Regions from separate parts of the Vulpes vulpes genome. Here region 1 is linked to region 2. Evidence: chromatin contacts called from public Hi-C data. All regions are on one chromosome and are shown on one strand. Each heading gives the region's core, a stretch centred on a gene start, on an enhancer-like site or on the middle of the called end of the contact. The rest is flanking DNA. Distances are from core to core; before and after follow the strand shown.

Region 1 (5,202 bases), core at 596-3,095, 160 kb before region 2:
TCAATTTACATTTCCTTAAGGAATTATACCAGCTAATACTTAAAAACCACAAGTTTCTTTCTTAGAATATAAGACAAGTTAGAGATTACGTATCTGCAACAATTTAAGGCAAAATCAGTTATTTCTATTTTTCCATCAACAAAATGGGAGTATATGGATTTTGGAAGATGAGTTTTTCTACAGTATTTTTAGAATGGGTCCTTAAGCTATCTTATTATCTTGCAAAGAAGAAAATGGGCCAAGGGGCAAGTTTACCAGCACCCAAGAAGGCACAGTCACAAGCGACACCTCCCACGACAGCCACCATTTTGAGCAGCAGGACAAAGTTAAACTCCTCGCGATTTTACAACAACCAAAAGAAAACCCTGCTGTCGGGATAACTGTTAAGCATCTCTTGAATTTAAGCATCCTGAAATCTGTCGTTTTTGTGGCCCCGTTTGTCCACCCGTATGAGCAGTCATCCTACTTAGATCTTTAGTAAAGATCACGCTTGCAACAATTACGTTCAAACTTTGAAAGCAAACGCGACGACGTCGTGTGAAACGCCCCAGTCACCAGGTCCCCCGACCGCGGAGGCCGCCGGTTTCTTCCCGTTGTTCGGATCCGCTTCGGCAGCTGGAGTCGCCGAGAGCCCGAGCGGGGCCCTCGCCGCCGGCCTCGTCCCGCCCCATTCTCCCGGCGTGCCCCTTCGGCCGCTTTATTCCCCAACACCGTGAACTCCGCGAGGAGAGCGGGCTCCCACACTTCCTCCGGGAGCCCAACGTTTCCGCAAACACCACTTAGTCTAGAGATAAAGGTGAGGCGCAGACCCTAGGAACACGCGAATTAAGATCACTCTGAAAATGGCAGAAAGTGCGGCGGGTGGGGGCGGGGAGGCAGCAACACCGATCTGCTCCCGCGAAAGGGTCATCCTCGTTCCGATGGCTCCGGCGGCGGCCTCGCGGGCAGGACCGGGGGCACCCGGCCCGGCCCGCCGCCCCCAGTTACCTTTGTCCGCGGCAAAGGGCGGTCGGTCCGCGGGCCCAGCCTGGCAGCCCTGAGGGGTCCACACCCCTTCCCGAGACAAACCCCAGAGTGAGCGGCCGGAGGCGCCCCGCGCCCCGCGCCCCGTCCGCCGGAGGGCCCCGGGCTCTCGTCCGTGCTCACAAAGCCCGGGGCCGGGGGCAGCGTCGGCCCGGCCAGGAGAGCCCGCCGCCGCCCGCCGCCCGCCGCCCGCACGGATAATGGTGGCCGGACCCACCGCGAGCCGCCGAGGGCCGCGCGGCAGGAGCGGAGGCGCGGCCGGGATAACGGAGCGCTCAACTTTCCGCGCCGCCGCGGAGCCCCGCCGGGACCCGGCGGAGCGCGCCCCTCGGGGGCCCGAGCGGCCGGGCGGCCGGGGGCCGAGTGCGGGCGCGCCTGTCCCGGCCCCGCGCCCCGCGCCCCGGCGCCCCGGCCCCCGGCCCCGCCCGGAGCAGCCGCCTCGCCCGCAGCCGCACCGGGCGGGGAGCGCGCGCCGTCCCCACACCCGCCCGGGAGGCCGGCCCGGCCCAACTCGTACAAAAGCGCAGCCCCCGCTCCGCCTCGCCCCGGAGGGCGCCCCGCGCGCCTCGTGCGCCAGCCCGAGCCCCTGCCCCGCTGCCGACGGCCGCTCACCTCGATCTCGAAGTCGGGCAGGCGGAAAGCGGTGCGGAAGAGCGAGCAGAAGTGCGCGATGGCCGGGACTTCCCACCAGGAGCGGAGCTCGCCCAGCCCGGCCGCGCCGCCCTCCTCCGGGCACATCTCCCCGGCGCGGCGGCGGCGGCCGCGACCCCCGAGAGCCCCGGCGGCCCCACGCTGCCCGCGCGCCTCGCCCGCTGGGACTCCCGCCGCGGCGCCGCGCCTCAGCTCCTAGGCGGGGGCGGGGGCGGGGGCGGCTCGGCGGGCGCAGGGCTGGGGGCGGGCGTCCCGGGCGGGGGCGACTCACTGAGGCGGCGGCGGCGGCGGCGGCTGCCGGCGGGGCCCGCGCGCTCGCCCCATCCCGCGGCTGTGGCTGCGGCTGCGGCCGCCCCCGGCGCGGTACAATATGATCGTCCCACCGCGGGGGGAAAACAGATGGGGCTGGGGCGGGGGCGGGGCGGGGCGGGGCGGGGGCCGCGCGCAGGCCGGGGGCGGGGCCGCCACGAGGAGGGGCGGGGCTGCCTCGCCACAACAACAACCCCCGCCCCGCGCCCCACCCCCAGCCCGGACAGCTGCACCGGGAGGGCGGGGGAGGGGACGCGAGGGGAGCGCAGCGGGCACCCCGGGAAGCGGGGGGCGGAGCGCGAAGGGAGCGAGCGGCGCCCGCGGGCTGCCCCGGGGCCCTTGGCCGCGCGGGTGCTGGGGGCCGAGGCCTCCGTTGGCCGGAGCCACGGGGAACGGCGCGGGTCCTTCTCCCCCCCACTCGGCCCGAGTGGTCGCGTCCCTTTAAAGGGCCCGCCGGGCGGCGCCTGCGGCGGGGCAGAGCCGGGGCCGCGCACGTGTGGAGTTCGGGCGCCGGTCGTGCCGCGGTGGCGCGGGGAGCGGAGGTCGTGCACCCCAGAAGTAGGCGGCCGGGAGGGATGAAGTGCTTGCCACGTGTTCTCGGACACTTTGATCCCACCCAGGAGCGCTGTTCCAAGGAGCTCCGAAGCGGCTCTCTTCCCCGGGGGGAGGGGGGCTGGCTGAGCTGGAGCCCAGGGCGGTGGAGGCCGGAGCGCGGCGGGAAGGGGTAGGGGGAGGCACCAATCAGCAGCCGAGCCACAGCGACCCCCCAGAGAACGGACACGTGCGACCGCCCTAAGGCGCCGGGCCGAGAGCCCCGCGACCGCGCGGCCGCGCCGGGGCTGCCTGCAGGAGCGCGCACAATGCGGTTGGCGGGGTGGGGGATGGGACACGGGGAGAGCGGCAGGGTCCCCGGGAGGGTGCACGCTGGCCCCGGCCCCGGCCCCGGCCCCGAGTGCGCCCTGGAACGGGGGTGCGAGGCGGGGGCCCCCGAAGGACTGGATTGTGCAGTGCGAAGTCCGAAGGGAGAAAAACACTTCCCGACACTTGAGACCGGCTGGAAGTGGGCGAAGTACCGTGAACCCCAGGTCGCGGCACTGGCCACTGCAAGGGGGTTTTTAGTCCTGGACTCCTCCATGTGTGAGGGCCTTGGCCGGGCTCTGCGTCCACCTCTCGGTCCGGAGACACCACCCCTGCCGCCTCCCTTGGTGCTCAGGTACCCACTGAAGCGGGCACCTTATCATCCTCTTCTACCTGGAGCGGGGTCTGCGCTAGATTGTGGCGTGGGCAGTCGGCAGGTTCTCCCTCAGCTCTCCCTCACTTGACTCTGGTGCCCTTAATAACCTGTTGTGTTTCCATAAAGCAGCATTTAAAGGGGGAGGGGGAGCCAACTTCTTAAATTTAATTGCATCTTTTAGGAGTCAAAATACTTCTAACGCTGGCTCCCCCACACCCCTCCTGGCTCAGAAACGGCCCCAAAGTTAGAGTCTTGTTTCTTTATTACCTCGAACTTTTTAATGACTTAAAATTCATCCTCAAATTCTACTGTATGCTTTCTTTTCTTTTCCCTTTTTAATTTAAATTCAATTACATGCTTTCATCTTTGACAAAAATAAGTGTTTATCTTAGATGCTCCCAAAGAGCAAAGGCTAGTTTTGTGTGTGTATTAAAGCTCTTCTGTGGATATCCTATTAATAGATGAGGTGTGAAAGGGGACAGGAGCCCCTCGAATTAATCACATAACCTGAATTAGATGTTTTCGGACTTTCTCCTCCCGTCTTTCCTCATTTCCTCACAGATCGGTTTGATTTTCCAGAACTTTTCCTTCTCTCTTTTTAAACATTACTGCTTTTCTTCATGTTCATTTCTAATCCATTATATCCTGACTTTTCTTTCCCCCAGTTCCCTTTTGCTGGGTCTCCATCTGTCTTCTTATTTTTGCCTGTATCTGTTACCATGATTTAACCTCTTTTATCTTGCCTCTCAATTGTCACTACCAGCCAGGGAGGAATAATAGTGCCCAGAATATCAACAGCACCAGGAAGCAGAAAGGAGAGAAGTTGTGGTTACTGCCGAGTGTTGGAGTCCTGGTTACAACCCCCCTTGGTTGGAAGGCTACTCTATTGTCCTCTTCCCTCCCCCACACCACTGCCCAGTCCTGTTCATCAACAAAACTGTCCTGGATCTGGAGGTGCCCCCTGGTGGTGATTAGAGAGTCCTCTTTCTTTCTCTTTGAGCACCTTTTTCTTGCTCTGCCTTACTTGCCCTGTGCTGCCTTTTTTCCTTCTGAGGATCCCATCTCAGTGTTGATGTGGACCAGCACTCCAGCTTTACATCTGCCTCTCCTTCCCTTCCTTTTCTTTAAGACCTCCTTCTCTAATTCTGGTTCAGTGTCTGGTTGCTCCCTCACTGTGCTCTCCAGCCACCCCAACTCTCACCAACAACCTGGAACCCATTTTGGCCCTGGAGCTAAGAAGTCTTACATGTCTCTGGTCCCGCCGAAAGGGTGGTCTGGGAGTTCCCCGAGTTTGGACGAGGGCCTCATGTTTGAGTCTTTGACTCTGAACATTTGTCCCACTTGCCCCTGGGACTTCCCTACCTCAGAGTTATTCTCTGGACCGGCTTTTGGGCAGATCTCCTGGAGTCTGGATTACGACCTCTGTACCCATATGTTGGTCACTGGCCCTCCCTTATTTCTCTCTTTGTTTCAGAGTGGTATCTCACTCCAGGCTTTTTCCAGGTTGGCCCATTCTTTCACCCTCTAAACACTGTCTCATCTTCCTTAAAAAAATGCACACAGCTCATACTTTCCCTTTCCCTCTCTTGCCTCTTTTCCATTTGTGAGCTGTGCGATTAACCTCAGATTCACCACAGCCTTCAGTTCCTTATCCTCTCCTAATCAAATGTTTTTGACTTTAAAAACCCCACAATAATTAGTTTGGCTAATCTGTTTTGTTAATTCATTAATGCTGCAAAAAATATTTCTGTTTCTCCTTGCAAATATGCATTAATTTCAGTTCTGATGGAATCTTTATAGATTCCTGGAGGATCATCTGGGAAACTAACCACACTGCTTCTTTGGGAAATACATTGCAAATTCCAAATGATCAGCTAAAAACATTTATTTGAACCTTGGAAGGTATGTGAGAAATAAAAGTGTGGCTTCTCCCATAACCACTGCTAACTAGGACTATAATCCAAATGTTCCAGTGCCCTCTCTAA
Region 2 (5,046 bases), core at 504-3,003:
GTCTATGGGGGCTAGAGGATCTGCCTGCAAGATGGTTCTCTCATATGGCTGCAGGTATTTGGCCTGTGGGCCTCTCCAGAGGCCTATGTTGAGTGTCCTAACAACATGGTATTTGACTTCCTCAGACTGAGTGACCCAGACAAGGGCCAGGTGGAAGCCACAGTATCTTTTATGGCTGAGCCTTGGAAATCAGTGTCACTTCTGCTTTATTTTACTTATTAAAAGTGAGTTACTGGGGCACGTGGTGGCTCAGTCAGTTGAGTGTCCGACTCTTAATCTCAGGTCTTCGTTTCAGGGATGAGTTCAGGCCCTGTGGTGGCTCTATGTTAGGTGTAGAGCCTCCTAAAAAAAAGTGAGTTGGGCAGCCCTGGTGGCTTAGGGGTTTAGCGCCACTGTCAGTCCAGGGCCTGATCCTGGAGACCCAGAATCGAGTCCCCTGTGGGGCTCCCTGCACGGAGCCTGCTTCTCCGTCTGCCTCTTTCTCTCTCTGTGTCTCTAATAAATAAATAAAATCTTAAACAAAAAAGTGAGTTATTAAGTCCAGCTAGACTCAATAGAAATGGAAAAACTCCACCTTTTTAGAAGAGGACTGTCAAATAAATTGTGGATGTATTTTAAAATCACCACACCAAGAAATCTTCTACCTATAAAAGCAATTTCTAGGTAGTTTGATAACAGGAGGTGATCGAGAACGTTTCAATCCTGGAAAGCCATTTCTCCTGGCAGGGTTTATGTGTTGGGCTCTTGTAGGCTGGTTAATGTGAGTCACTCTGCCAGATCCTGCTCAGTTGCAGGTGGACTGACGAAATTAAGACCCTGGCTGCACAGCTGAGGATCTAAGGGTATTGCTCACCTTTGAGCTGGCAGAGTCTCCGTCCATTTTTGGCCGCAGTCTCGCTTCCTCTCACCTAGTGCTAAGTATATTGTAGGTTTTAGCCCCATTTGTAGTCCGACTATGTCCAGGGACAGGTCAGAGGGTCTGAGGGGAGAGGCCTCTAAGCATTCCGAATGGTGGAACAACTGTGCTCAAAGGCAAAGCTGTGTGCTTCGTCAGTATCTGACCCCCTTTCGGGACAATTATTTTCTACCTCGTGTTACGATCCCGCCTCACTCCCCTACTAAGCGCGTCTGCAGGCCCGTGCGTGGTCTCCGCGGAGTCGGCACAGAGCTGGGCGGGGAGGCGGATCGTGCCGAATATTTACGGACAGTCTATACAAGAAGGACTCGTCGCTGCTGACTGGGGTCCGGGCACTTCAACATCAAGAGAAGGCTTCGCTCCGCGGCCGCCCCGCCCGTCCGCCCGAGTGCCCGCGCGGCGTCTCCCTGCCCTGACGGCCGCCGGCGGAGGGAGCGGAGACCGGTCGGAAACGCACGGTCCGGCACGTCCGCAGGGGCCCAGGCCGTGCGCACGGCCCCACGCGCCTCACGCCTCCGCGTACTGCGACGAGGGACCGTGGGGCCTTGCCCGCAGCTCTTCCCTCCAGCAGGAAGCCACCCTCGGCCCGCGGGGCACGAACCTCCGGCACCCCGCTGGGTCCCGGCCCCAGGCCGCCGCCCCCGTCTGCCCCACGCCCTGCTCCCCTGAGGTTCCGGCCAGACGCAGCCTCACCGGCGGCGCCCCGCGCCCGGCGCACTCCGGGTCACGGACGTGGGACTACAACTCCCAGACGCCTCGGGCGCCGCCCGGCCCGAGCGCCCTCCGGCCGCTGATTGGCTGCGCTCGGGGCGGGGCCGCGGGCGGCCGGCGCGGTCTGCACGTGCGCGCGGCGGGCGGCTGGATGGCTGTGCTCGGCGGCCTCGGGGCGGTGCGCGCGGCGCCGGGGCTGTGGCGGCGGGCGGCGCGGGCGGCGGCGGGGCTGGGGGGCCGCCGCCCCGGGAGAGGCCACGCGGTGGACGCCGCACAGGTGAGGACGGCCAAGCCCGGCCGGGCCAGCCCTCGGGCCGCGGGTGGGCCCGGCCGGGGCAGGGAGGGGCCGCGGGCCTGCGCTGCTGGACGAGGCCGCTGACCTCGGTGCCCGGGGTCCCTGCCCCGCGCGTCCCTGCCCCCCGCGGTCGGGGGCGGGCCGTGGGCCGTGCGCCCGGGGGAGGCGGTGGCGTTACCGCAGCCGGGCCGCGGGCACCACGCGCCGGGCCGCCGGCGGTCCGCAGGGTGCTCGGCGTTTCGTGCCCATTTCCCGCTCGGGTTGTGAGCCCCGCACCGCTTTGCGGCTCTCCGGGTGAGAGCCTCACGGTTTCCGCTTCCAGCTGCATTTGAAAGAAATTTGGGAAGTGGCGATGGACTCCCCTCCGGGAGCCCGGAGGTGAATGTGGGTTTCGTGCGGGCTCTTCACTCTGGCCCCGTTTGCTCGTGGGCCAGCCCGTGCCGAGCACCCGCTGCCTGGAAGATCCGAGGGCGAGGAACAGAACTGTGGGGGGTCCCTGATTTGTGCAGGTGCCTCAGTGATGATAATTCTCTCGACAGCTTTGGACGTAAATGTAACCCTGCAGTAAGGAAGCTGAGGCTTGGAGCCAGGTTTTTAAGTACTTTTCTGAGTAAGGCCAAACGGCTGGCGGATGACTGTGCGGGGACTCTAAGCCAGTGGGCACCCCCCCCAAAAAAAAAAAAAAAAAAAAAAAAGCCAGTGGGCACATCTGTCACCCTCACTTGCCCCTGGGCCATTGGCTTTTTTTTTTTTTTTAAAGGATGACTTCCTTTTCTAAAACCACAATTTCTGTATGTAATGATAATTTTTTTTAAAGATTTTATTTATTTATTCGTGACAGACACACACACACACAGAGAGAGAGAGAGGCAGAGACACAGGCAGAGGGAGAAGCAGGCTCCATGCAGGGAGCCCGACGTGGGACTCGATCCTGGGTCTCCAGGACCATGCCCTGGGCTGAAGGCAGACACTATACCGCTGAGCCACCAGGGCTGCCCTGTAATGATAATTTTTAAAAAGAAGATTTTATTTATTCATGAGAGAGACAGAAGCAGAGACACAGGCAGAGAGAGAAATAGGATCCCTGAAGGGAACCTGATGCGGAACTCCTTCCGGGACTCTGGGATCATGACCTGAGCTGAAGGCAGATGGTCAACCACCGAGCCACCCAGGCATCCCAATAATGATAATATTGTACATTTTCGAAAAAGATTTATTTATTCATGAGAGACCCACAGAGAGGCAGAGACACAGGCAGAGGGAGAAGCAGGCTTCTCGCAGGGAGCCGGATGTGGGACTCCATCCAGGATCCTGGGATCACACGCTGAGCTGAAGGCAGATGGTAATTTTTATAGTGCTTTCACAGTGACCCCTCGATAATTTTAAATAACTACTTATTTCTAAAAACACATAGTACTTACTTTGTGCCAGACACTTCACAATTATTATTTTGTACAATTTTCATAACAACTCTGTGAGATAAGTACTGTTATTCCATTTTTACAGTAGAAGGAACTGAAGCAAGGAGAGGTTAAGCACCTTGCCCATGGGCATAGAGCTGGTCAGAGGTAGAATCTGGAATCCAGAGCTCTCTGGAGCTAGCTAGAGTGCTGGCTCTCACTGTTATTATTTTGCATATAGAACAGCTAGGATTCAAAGAAGTTAGGTGACTTGACCAGTGTTGCAGAGCTAAAAGTGACCACACTGGAAGCATAGAATGAGAATATGTTGTTAGAAGGACTTTTGCTGTCATTTATAACTATTGTATTGATTGCATCATCTTTGCAAGGTCCTGAGATATTTCCAAGTGGCTTCCTTCTTTTTGTTTGTTTGTTTGTTTTTTTTCCAAGTGACTTTCTGATAGAGTAGGAAAAAAGGGAAGAAAGGGATGTAGCATAGCACAACATTTTGGAGTACTAACTTTATTTTTAAGATTTTATTCATGAGAAAGAGAGAGAGAGAGAGAGGCAGAGATACAGGCAGAGGGAAAAGCACGCTCCACGCAGGGAGCCTGATGTGGGACTTGATCTCGGGACTCCAGGATCATGTTCTGGGCTGAAGGCAGGCACCAAATCGCTGGACCACCCAGGCATCCCGAGATATTTTATTTTTTAAAACTGTATAAGTAAAAAAAAAAACTATATAAGTTTTCAAAAATCAAAAAACAGAATAATATATGAACCCAATTTCAGTAGTTGTTGACATTTTGCCACATTTGCTTTGCTTGTCTTCTTCCCCTCCCTTTTATTCCCAGCTATAAGATTTTAAAATGAATGGCAGATTTCTTGTCACTTAACCCCTAAATTCTTCTGTGGGTACCTCTAAGAAAATGACATTTTAAACATAACTAAATGCTGTTATCATACCTAACAATATTAGTAATTTCTGAATATAACTTAAAATCCTGTCATTTTTAAAATTTTTTTAAAGATTTATTTATTCTGAGAGAGACAGAGAGAGGCAGAGACACACAGGCAGAGGGAGAAGCAGGATCCTTGCAGGGAGCCCAATGCAGGACCTGATCCCGGATCCTAGGATCACGCCCTAATCCTAAGGCAGATGCCCAACCGCTGAACCACCCAGCCATCCCAAAATCCTGTCCTTAAAATCTCCCTGATTGTCTCAAACTTATGGGCAGATAAATTTTACATGTAAGCTTTCATTTTTTTTTTAAATTTTTATTTATTTATGATAGAGAGAGAGAGAGAGAGAGGGGCAGAGACATAGGCAGGGGGAGAACCGGGAGCCCGACGTGGGATTCAATCCTGGGACTCCAGGAATATGCCCCGGGCCAAAGGCAGGTGCTAAACTGCTGCGCCACCTAGGGATCCCACATGTAAGCTTTCAGTAGCAAGTCCGTACACTACAAGAAAAAAGTTAGGTCGTGCTCTAGAACAACATAGTTCTTACCTCCAGGGACCTGTCTTCTAAGAGTGACTGTTTGCCCTTGGGAACGGATTTGGTGGTCAGGTAATGGCCAGGTAATGCCGCAGGGGAAAGTTCTCTTATGTTGGCTGAACCCTTCATTCATCCTTTGAGTCCTTCAAATATTAAGTCAACCTTTGTTAAGTACCTGTGAGACCATAAGGGCTGCACTAGGGGTGGGAGTTTAAGGGAAGATCAC

What was found. A called contact is a pair of places that touch in the nucleus more often than the background predicts.
Region 1: a contact with region 2 is called in a Hi-C map of skeletal muscle, with 2.5 times the contacts expected there. The contact joins the promoter of CECR2 here to the promoter of HDHD5 in region 2. A contact is called at or near these places in 2 of 3 Hi-C or Micro-C datasets (both in skeletal muscle).

Annotation. Positions count from the first base shown.
Region 1 is chr8:44,448,644-44,453,845 of VulVul3, reverse strand. It overlaps CECR2 (CECR2 histone acetyl-lysine reader), which reads right to left and starts at 1,845. Exons shown (of 19, transcript XM_072766373.1): 1 at 1,636-1,845. The coding sequence starts at 1,761.
Region 2 is chr8:44,291,571-44,296,616 of VulVul3, reverse strand. HDHD5 (haloacid dehalogenase like hydrolase domain containing 5) reads left to right here and starts at 1,753. Exons shown (of 8, transcript XM_072766367.1): 1 at 1,753-1,904. The coding sequence starts at 1,779.